Regions from separate parts of the Columba livia genome. Here region 1 is linked to region 2. Evidence: chromatin contacts called from public Hi-C data. All regions are on one chromosome and are shown on one strand. Each heading gives the region's core, a stretch centred on a gene start, on an enhancer-like site or on the middle of the called end of the contact. The rest is flanking DNA. Distances are from core to core; before and after follow the strand shown.

Region 1 (5,359 bases), core at 1,887-4,386, 72 kb before region 2:
CTCAGGCTCCTCTTTCGCTGAGGCTGCTGCTTTTGGGGACAAAAAGTCACTTTTTGCATCACTGGGGTGTCACTGGAGGGAACTGGCCAAGGCATGTGGGGACGGTGCTTTGGGCATCACCTGGGCAGGAGGAGATGCTGGTGACGTGCCTCAAGTTGTGCCAGGGAAGGTTCAGATTGGATATTAGGAAAAAATTATTCACAGAATTGCTGTGGGGCATTGGAACAGGCTGCCCAGGGCAGTGCTGGAGTCACCATCCCTGGAGGGTTGGACAGACGGACATGAAGTTCTCAGGGACATGGGGCAGTGCCAGGGGTGGGGTAACAGTTGGACTTGATGATCTTGAGGGTCTCTTCCAACCAAAATGATTCTGTGATTCTATGCTGGGCCTATGAGCAAACCCCCACTGCAGCCTGGCCCTGCTACCTTCCCGCCAGCCCTGTGACATGCTCCTGTCCCTTATGTGTGGCCTGTCCTCCTGTGCACCTGTCCCCGTCCTCTACTGCCACCGCAGCCAGGCGAGAGGGCGCGTGTGACAGCAGCTCCGACCGATGGGTTTCATACCGAGCTGTGATTTCATGCCTAACAAGTCGTGTTTGAAGAAGGCTTTGCCAAGTCCAGACCTGTTTTAGTTTCCCAGGGGTCAGGAGCCCAAATTTCCCATCTGCCACCTCTGAACAGTCTACACAGGGCATGTGTGGTGACTAAACAGGACAGCAAACCCACAGCAGGGGACAGGGGACAGAAAGCAGCGCCTTGAAATGCTGAAAGCGTTTCCATCGCTGCACAGTTGTACAGCAGAGAAGTGCAAGAGGAACATGGAGCTCAGGGTGGACATCATCACATAACTGTTTTACGCATCTTGCTGGAAATAGCAGCATTTTGAGCTGGTCCCACCCTGTCCTGTGCATTGTGGTGGGGGGGCTGGCACCGGTGCACAATGAGCTAGAAACCCAGTAGGCTGTGAGGAGCACGCAGAGGCTCTTCTTCCCTCTGCTCTTGCACAAGCAAATGCCCCTTCATCTTGAGCTGGGCCACCAAGCCCTGTCCCCGTCCCCAGGAACACCCTCTGGTCAGAGCAAGGAGGAGGTGGGTGCCCGGGACCGGCACGGCCAGGCAGGGCTGGCTGGGGGCTCCTGGCAGCAGCTCCAGGAGGTTTTAGGGCAGCTCTTGGTTTCTCCTCTTGCAGAAGCCATTTCCACCCGTGCAGTTTCCCAAGGGTTTGGTGAGAAAGGGAAAAACAAAAAAATGCTGTCAAAGGTTTTCCCCTTCCCAGGCATAAGCCCCAGGGTCTCCAGTGGGGATTCGGCAGCCACAGGAATGTGTGGGAATGCGGGAGGTTTTGGGACAGGGCTCGAGGGGTTTAAGTTGTTCAGAAGAAGAACTCACCCCCAAGTCTTGGAGCAAAACCACCCACACCGACCCCCTCCACATCCCAGTTTGGCTCAGGTGCGTGTCCTCACCTTCAGCAGCCTGGCACGAGCGTGTGCCAACGTCCCCAGCCTGGCACAAGGGTTTGCCAATGTCCCCATCCTGGCACAAGGCTGTGCCAGTGTCCCCAGGCAGGGATGAGCACCACGGCACAGCTGCCGATGCTTCACCTTCCAGGGCGTGAAGGAGTTAAAGTTTTCAGATGGAAAACGCACTGAAGATCAAACCAGCAGCCTGGTGACCTCCCGCTGCTGGGACATTGCAGCTCCCCAGCCCAGCCCGGCAGTTCCATCCATCGGTCGGTCGGGCGGCAGGAGCAGCAGCCGGTAGGTGCGAGGGGTGACAGGGCTGGGGACCCCGCGGGCCCCCGGGTGGTGGCAGGGGGCGATGGGGCGATGGTCCGGGGGATGGAGGTTGGGGAGGGTTGGCCCTGATCCACTTTTGGAAAAGCGGTTGCTCAAACCAGCTGGTCCTGGTAACGCCGGGGAAGGGCGATTTCTTGCTTTGTGGGACGCTCATGGGTCCTGAGGCTTCGGGAACAACATGGGTTAGTAACCGAACTCCTTGCACCCCGCAAGGGATGATTTGTGGGTTTATTTCTTCCATATGATGCCCATATTCTTTAATCCTGTCTCTTGATGACGAACAGCTATTTACCAAAAAGTGCATAAACTATGGGATGTCACTTTACAGTTTCAAAAGAACAAAAGGTCTTCTCGGTGTAAGTGGAAATTGGTGTGGGTTGTGTTTCTTTTTCTTCTTATTTCTTTTTCTTCTTTTTTTTTTACATAGAGCTGAAATCCCCATAGTCTGATTCTAAGCAATATCAGGTATAGGCTGCTGTGCTAAGTCTGTGTTGTCTCCCTGGCTCTTTGGTTTATTGAGTGATAGCAACCACTCCCTGGTTCAAAGACACTGCATCAGGGATTCGGGTGTTTATTTTGCAGTGTTAAAGTGGTGTAGTCCTACCTAAGGATTTGCATAAACATTTATTTTATTGTTTACGTTGTAAAATGTAATCATTTTACACGATATTAATAATTCCTCTGGATCAGAAATCGAGGCTGAATCACAAGTTGTGATAATTTCTGGCAAGGAAACGAGGATTACAGTTAGTTCAAAGGAAAACAAGGAGAATCGCTTCCCTATAAAATTAAAGCTGAAGCAGTATATTGCTCCACTTGCCCCATGAATACCCTCAACCCTACATGATTTTCCTTAGAAAGAAACTAGAAAACATGTTTCCTTAAGCTCTGGGACTCTTTTTTAAGCGGGGATGTCTCGGGCCGGTGTGCGCAGGAGGCTGCCGGGCGGACGGCTGCTGGGAGGCAGTTCCTGACCCGGTGAATGGATTTGCAATCACCGTGTTTCTGAGTCGGAAAAGCTCAAATTGCTCTTTACTGGCCTTGCAGTCGCTACAACCTGATTCCCTCAAGGTACTTGCTGGCCAGAGATGTGGCTCTTGATTGCAGAAATGCAGGTCTGGTAACTGCGCTTGATTTATTCTTCCTATCGCGGAGAACAAGTCAGTGTTATTCTTCGGAAGCGTGAACGCCTCCAAATGCTGATGTGTGCGGAGAAAGAAAACAGCAATTTTTACCGTGTTCTTAACAACTCCCGCAGGAATGTGCTTTGCAGCGAGCGCAGCCTGCGAGTGCCCCTGCCCTGGCGCCTTCCCCAGGGGCTGCGGCACCGCTGGGGACCCCTCAGCACCCGAAAACCGGGCAGAAGAAACAACAACAGGAGGGGCGAGAGGAGGCTGGGGGTGCGTTAAGAGAGGGGCTCCAAAAAGCCATTAGTGGGAATGCAGTGGGGAGCCCTGCTCATGGGCACCCAGAGCCAGGCTGCTGCGGCTCGGTGAGGTGATAGGGACTTTGGGGACACCTCCTGGGGCCAGGGAGCATCTGATGGAGGTGACATCGATGGGTTCCTGGTGTTTCATCTCTTAGGACAGCTGGGAAGGGATGCTGGATGGCTTTTGCCATGCGCCTGGTTGGCTCGACACCCGCATGTGACAGTGGGTTCGTCCCCGTCTGTCTGTCTGTCCCTCCTTGTCCATGACTGAGGTCGCAGGGAAAACGCCCGTAGGCAGAGGGTGTCATATCCAAGAGGAACAGAACCTGCCTGGGCTGGTGGCGTTTATTGAGCAGGGACTCGGTGCTACTCCCTTTCAAGTGGATAATTAAACTCCCACTGATGTTTCTCATTTACTTATGACTGTCTGTGGACTCTGGACGGCGGGTGCGGGGGGGACACGGTGCAGAGGACTCTGCTGTATCCTGTTTTTGTCAAGGGCTTTTCCTCTTAGTGCTTGTAGTGAAAACAAACATGTGGGAGAACAATGGGACTGGTTTTTTCTGTTTTCCTCTACATTCTTCAATACAATAAAAAAGCCTATTAAAGAAAGCGTGTTAACAAAAAAGGGATCCTTATATGTTAACGAGGAAAATCAGGGTAGCTATGCGAACATGCAATCAGAAAGGTCATTCGCCTTCCTGATCTCAGCCCGTATTTTTGCGTTTGAAAGGCTGTTCATCAAATACCTTGTGAAAACAGGGCACCGGCGAAGCAGAACAACGCCCGTGCCATAAAGCTGTTATCGGTACAACAGGAGGGGCAGCTTCACACCCCAGAGGAGCTGCAGCCTCTGAGCCAGCGCCGCAGCGGAGCGGAGGGCAGCCCGCAGGGTTTCCTTCCTTCAGATAAACCTGGAGGTATTTCGTTTGTTGTGTCTAAAATACGTTGAAATAATAATTCCAGTTGCTGCAGAAAATGAAAGTAATAGTAAGACGTTGATTCTTTTTAGGAGTAAAGCTTGCGATCTCTGTTCATAGGACAAGTTGCCCCGGAGGGAAATGTGAGATCAGGGATGAGGTACAATATGGCAGGCGGGACAGCCACCTTAAATTGCTTCTGTTTAAATTAGGTGTGGTTTAGAGAGACACTTGTTGATTTTTCCATGTGAGAGGCAGAGGATTTACCCCAGCGGGTGGGTGATCTGCCCAGGGGGTTGTGGAGTCTCCTTCTCTGCAGACATTCCAACCCGCCTGGACACCTTCCTGTGTAACCTCATCTGGGTGTTCCTGCTCCATGGGGGGATTGCACTGGATGAGCTTCCCAGGTCCCTTCCAGTCCCTAACATCCTATGATTCTATCTGCCGCAGCAGATGGATAAGGGCACAGTGAGTTGTTCGTGGGGTCAGGTTGCTCCTGTTAGAAGGTCCATTTCCCCGCTCGCCGCCACACGTGGTGCCAGCGGGTCCTGGTCCCCAGGGCGGGCGGACCCGTCGATGCTGACCTGGCTCATCCCCGCAGGTGCTGTGGCCGGGACCACGTCTGGCCGGGACCTGCCCAGCAGGCTCCAAAGCACCAGGTGGGTTTCCCGTCCTCCCCACTCTGTTCTCCTCGTCATTTCTGAGCGATGCAGGGTTCCAACAGGTTTGCTGCTAGGGGGTGAAACTATTCGTGCCGCTTACACCGTCCAATACTCTTCCGATAGTGAAACTTGCACTATAACCAGAAAAATATAAACCAAAATTCTCTCATAAAATGCGTCGCACCCGTGGCTCTCCAGATATTACGGACTTAGCTTTGCTTTCTGATTGTTTTGTTTCTGTTGAGATCAAAGTGCTTTGTGAAACCAATATGAATTTGAAGGGATTATTTGAAGGGTGGGAGAAAGAAATAAGGTGCAGCAATGTCAAAATACTGCATCCAGAGTTATTTGAGGTGTAACATTTCAGATTGATTTTGAAGCAACATATGCTTTCAAGAATTGGTTTTGCTTTTATTCTGTTCTAACACATAACGCAAGTCGAAAGGAAAAGTTTTGAAGTGCCTGGGACTGGGGGGAGCAGCTTTTTACCATCCTCAGAACCGTACGCATTGGGGTTTGGGCTCTGACTCAGAACGATGCTAAAGGTAAAAA
Region 2 (4,794 bases), core at 349-2,848:
TGGTGAAGATGTCCCTGCTCATGGCAGGGGGGGCACTGGGGAAGCTGGGAAGGTGCCTTCGACACAAACTGTTCTGTGATTCCCTCCCAAGTTCCCAACAACGGCACATCCTGCCTTTGTCCCATGGCCGTGCCACTGGTAACCTGTGCCTGGGGACACAGGCAGTTCCCAGCTCCCTGGGCTGGATCCAGGTCCTCGTGTTGGTGGGAGGGCAGGGAGGGCTGCACAGGGGAGGGCATGTTGAGCAGCTGGAAGGAGACACGTGTTCTGTACTGGGAAAGGTGGGAACGTCTCCACACCAGAATAACACCTAAACCTGCCTTTACCCTGCCCAGGCTGTAGATGCGGATGATGCCGCCGTGCGGTCGCAGGAGCCACTGGGCGCCTCCCCCCCCGGATTCCGCCCTTGGGTACACAATTTTTACATTTTTTGAGCTGTTTTCCCCCCATCTGTGTTCCATTTCAGATGACAGCCTGCTTCTTGGGACTGCTTGAATCGCTCTGGTCATTGTGTTCATTCTTTCTGTTTGATCAATTGTTCTTGAGATCCAGACCTTGTTTTTTTTCTTTGCTGCTTGAAGGCAGTCTCCAAATTAATTCTCATTTAAACATGAAGAGGATCATTACACCTACAGCTTTTATTTCTGCAATGTCTACTGCTGGCAAAAGCAACTTGAGTGCACCGCTTTGTTTTCCCAGTAAAATAGCGCAGTGTCTTGAGTCCAGAGTCGCATTGTGAATCTCGTTTCTTTTGTCCATTTTGTGTTGCAATCACTCTGCCCCATTCAAGAATCACTTTCTCTTCCAGGCCTTAAGCAACTAAATCCTTTCAGACGGAGCCACTTTGGGTCTTGCGTGCGCTACATTGTCTTCCATCCCTTTGTGTTCCATTTTTATCTCTTTTTTAAACTTTTTTCCAGCATGTCTTCTGTTGGCACCGTGTTTGATTCGCTCTGCTCTGCGGTGTGGTGGTGTTAGGAAGGAGAGCTTGGCCAGCGCGGCTCGGGTTGAGCCCAGTCCTTGGCCGGCTGCGATAATCACCCCACGCTCCTCGCTGCTTCTGCTCACCATGGAGTTGCTCGGTGCTCCTTTGGGTCTTACCATGTCTTTTTGATATGTCCCATCCTTTTGCTTCCTTTAGGTCACAGAAGAAGCTTACGTCCCAGTTGGAGACATGAACGGCATGGGATTCCGGCCCTTTGATATGGTTATTCCTTTTGCCGTGAGGAAAGGAGAAATAACAGGTACCTGGAGTATGCGTGGCCTCTCGGGGAGGTTTTGCTTTTTGTTAGCGTGTTTATCCATTTGAAGCAAAGAGCCTGGGTGGTCTGGACCACAGTGTGTGTGGGAGGATTGTATCCTGCCAGCAACTTAGTTGTTTAATTTCACATCAAGTGGCACCCGCTGAGGATGAGCAGGATACGCCCCGCCGATGCTTGGAGTTAAATGAGGCAATTCTTGGTGCTTAGCGCTAAGCTGGGAGCTGTTGCACTGCAAGAACCGTTGGTTCTTCCCTTCTGCGGCAGCTACGTGCATCCTTGATAAGCTCCATTATTTATTTTGTGCAGATGCTGCAACACGGTTTAATCCCCCAGCAACAGCGCGGTGGCACCGAGCTCCTGCACACACATGTCCCCTCCTGCCCCTGGCTCAGCAATCCCACCCCAGCCCTGCTCCAGCCCTGCTGAAGGCTCAGTTGACTTTTCCTTTAGCAAAGAGCCGCAGGAGAGGGTGCATCCTGCAGGGAGGTAGATCGGTGCCTTTCCTGGGCCTTGCTATGGGAATCGCGGTGGCTGCAGCAAACAGCTCTGCCTCGAGAGTTTGTAAGGGCGCAGGACTGTTTGCCAGATGTCTACCACCCCCTTGCATTCATGTAGCTTAAGCAGAAAACACGTCTGGTTAGTGTTTCCATTCGTCTCCTATTTGTGCCTGTGGGTAAGGAATTTAACAATTTAAAAGGCTTGTTTAAAAGGGCTAGACGATTCTTTGTGGGTGGGAGAGGGGAAGCGGGCGGCTTCTCCTTCTGTAACTCCCACGGCGCCTTTTTGTAGGTGAAGTACACATGCCCTCTGGGAAGACGGATACGCCTGATATTGTGGATAACAAAGACGGCACGGTAACAGTGAGATACGCTCCTACTGAGGTCGGGCTGCATGAAATGCACATAAAATACATGGGAAAGCACATCCCAGGTGAGTCTTACAAAGCAGGCAACGTGAATTGGAGCGTAGTGTCCCGCTGCCGCATCTGCTCCCTGTTCAGGTTCCTATAGCTTGGTTCTATACGCTGCAGTAAGAACTGCCCCGGACGTCTTGCTGCTCAGCAGCAGTTCATCTGCGTGCGGTCAGAGAGAAACTAAAGCAAAAGGAGTAAGTGCCAGCACATGTGAGCTTCCATTGTGGTTTAATAGTACCAGCCAGGCTTAAAATGGATTTTGGTTTTGGAAACCAGCTTTTGTGGTGTTTTATTATGAAGAAGAAACATACAATTTTCAAACTACTATTTTTTTTCAGGTTGACATTTACTGCCATGGTGCTCAACAAAACTAGTGGTTACAGTATATGTTTATCCTTAAAACTGCATTGGCATAAAACCTTCGATCTGTGGGGAGGATGAGGTGGCTAAAACACTATAGTTACTCTTTCCATCTTGTTGCAATAAAATAAAACACATGCACACTATGCTGTAATCTTTCTTTCCTCCTGGCTGCTTCTTAACAAACAGAAACCGTGGCCTTTAATCCTTTTCCTTCTCTTCCTCTTCTCTGCACTGGGGCAAAAAAACCCGCTACTTCAGTATCTTCAGCACTTTGTTTGGCTCCAGCACTTCTAGTGCCAAACTGTTGGATATATCGGTTCAGCAAGACCATTCCCCTGCACCTGGACAGAAGGATGATGTGCTTTAATATTTCCTTTTTGAAGACTATCATGAAGCAAACTTGCTACTGTCTCAGCTGGAAGATCTGGCTTTGGACTTAATTGCTCTCTGTGCCTTTTTTTGAAACCATTATTGGCCGTTGGTGACTGTACTTTTTGTTCTTGTGCACCAGTTTAGCTAATCTGAGGCTGGCAAATATGGTTTTGGACACCCTTCAAGTTTGCTGCTTCGTGTTCATCGAGTCAGACAATGTGCTGTGCTATTTCCTAATTCCGAGCTACCAAAATTCGGGCTCTGTGCCTGAACCGAAAGCCTGCTTCTGAGTCATGTTCTGGTTTGGTGTGCTAAATATAAACTTGTAGTGAATAAGGCCCTTTACAACATCATTGAAGCTTATCTCTGGTAATTTGAGTAACGCTTTGTCATGACTGAATATGGAACAAATTGCAGAGAAGTATCTTTTGAAGATGAAAGGGGAGGCTTATTTGGTTTTTTAAGTGCATTAGAAGTTCTTCAGATATCAAGTAGTGAGAATGGCATTGGAGAAGGCATAGGAATAAGATCCCATTGGGCTGGAGCAGCTTGATGTCTGTTTTGTTCTTGTAATCCAGGCCACTTATCCTTAAAAGTGCCTTTTATTTTTGTCTTCCTCTTTAGAGAGCCCTCTGCAGTTCTATGTGAATTACCCGAACAGCGGCAGTGTGTCTGCTTACGGGCCCGGCCTCATTTATGGAGTTGCCAATAAACCAGCAACTTTCACCATCGTCACGGAAGATGCAGGAGAGGGTAAGTCTGTTCTTTAAACCCACCCTAACCCTAAACTAGGATCTTCTTGTGAGTGTAATGCGCGTTGGCGTTAGTTTGCATTCGTCTATACAACTATGAATCTCTGGTGTGATAACTTGCAGTAAAAATGGTTTTATTATGTTTTCCTGAGAGCAGTAGATGTGTCTTGTAGTATGGGGTGCAAATTACTTGTTTAATTAAAAATAAACTGAAGGCAGCTTAGATCTGGTGGGTGATGACTGGATGTGGAATCACTGTTAGTTAAATCTAACAGACTGAAGAGAGTTCAGGTCTTAATGGATTGGGCTGAGCTCTTTTTGCTGCTCTCCTTTGAGAAAATGGCATCTAAGCTGCGTTTTCAGTACCAAGTACTGGATCTTCCACTTTGGACTTGGTGTGCATAAAGATTCACAGAAGTGCTGTTTCCCTGGTTTCCCAGGTGGGCTGGACTTGGCTATTGAAGGACCTTCTAAAGCAGAGATCAGCTGCATCGATAACAAAGACGGGACGTGCACGGTCACGTACCTGCCTACTCTGCCTGGGAACTACAGCATCCTGGTGAAGTACAATGACAAGCACATTCCGGGCAGCCCCTTCACGGCCAAGATCACAGGTATGAAGTTCAGACTTCTGGAAGCACTTCGTAATGAAAATTAACCTCTAATGGCATGGGGGACCTGCTTTGTGGCAGGAACATGGAGTGCTTAGACTTTTTCTGCACCTAACCCTGTAATATTTCCTGGCTCGTTTCTCTTTATATATATATATACAGATGATAACAGAAGGCGGTCCCAGGTTAAGCTTGGTTCAGCTGCTGACTTTTTGTTGGACATCAACGAGACCGATCTCAGCCTCCTTACCGCCAGCATTAAAGCCCCATCGGGTCGCGATGAGCCCTGTCTCCTGAAGAGGCTGCCCAATAACCACATTGGTAAGCTCTGATGCCCTTGATCCCACAGAGGAGCCTCTTCCCCAGTCTGCTTTGCTGTGTAAAATGCCTGACTTCTCTGCCCCACCCCAGAGAAGCATCATCAAACCAAGTGGTTCATATTGTTTGATGCTGTTGGCCAAAGACAGAGGAGTATGAATGATCTCTTGTGTTTTCATGTGATGTCCCAGGCTGTGATTGAA

What was found. Hi-C and Micro-C count contacts between places; a contact is called where the count stands out from the background.
Region 1: a Hi-C map of crop shows a contact between it and region 2, with 1.9 times the contacts expected there. The contact joins two enhancer-like sites. A contact is called at or near these places in 2 of 2 Hi-C or Micro-C datasets (crop and liver).

The regions. Positions count from the first base shown.
Region 1 is chr10:21,191,133-21,196,491 of bColLiv1.pat.W.v2, reverse strand. No RefSeq gene overlaps it. Among named protein-coding and RNA genes, the nearest start is that of FLNB, 15 kb to the right of the region's middle. Within about 2 kb of position 3,136, at least 2 of the 3 cell types and tissues checked have an H3K27ac peak away from gene starts, as active enhancers do.
Region 2 is chr10:21,117,690-21,122,483 of bColLiv1.pat.W.v2, reverse strand. FLNB (filamin B) reads left to right here. Exons shown (of 47, transcript XM_065075719.1): 31 at 336-410; 32 at 1,142-1,244; 33 at 2,052-2,192; 34 at 3,535-3,663; 35 at 4,103-4,276; 36 at 4,436-4,594. Among named protein-coding and RNA genes, the nearest start is that of DNASE1L3, 26 kb to the right of the region's middle. Within about 2 kb of position 1,598, at least 2 of the 3 cell types and tissues checked have an H3K27ac peak away from gene starts, as active enhancers do.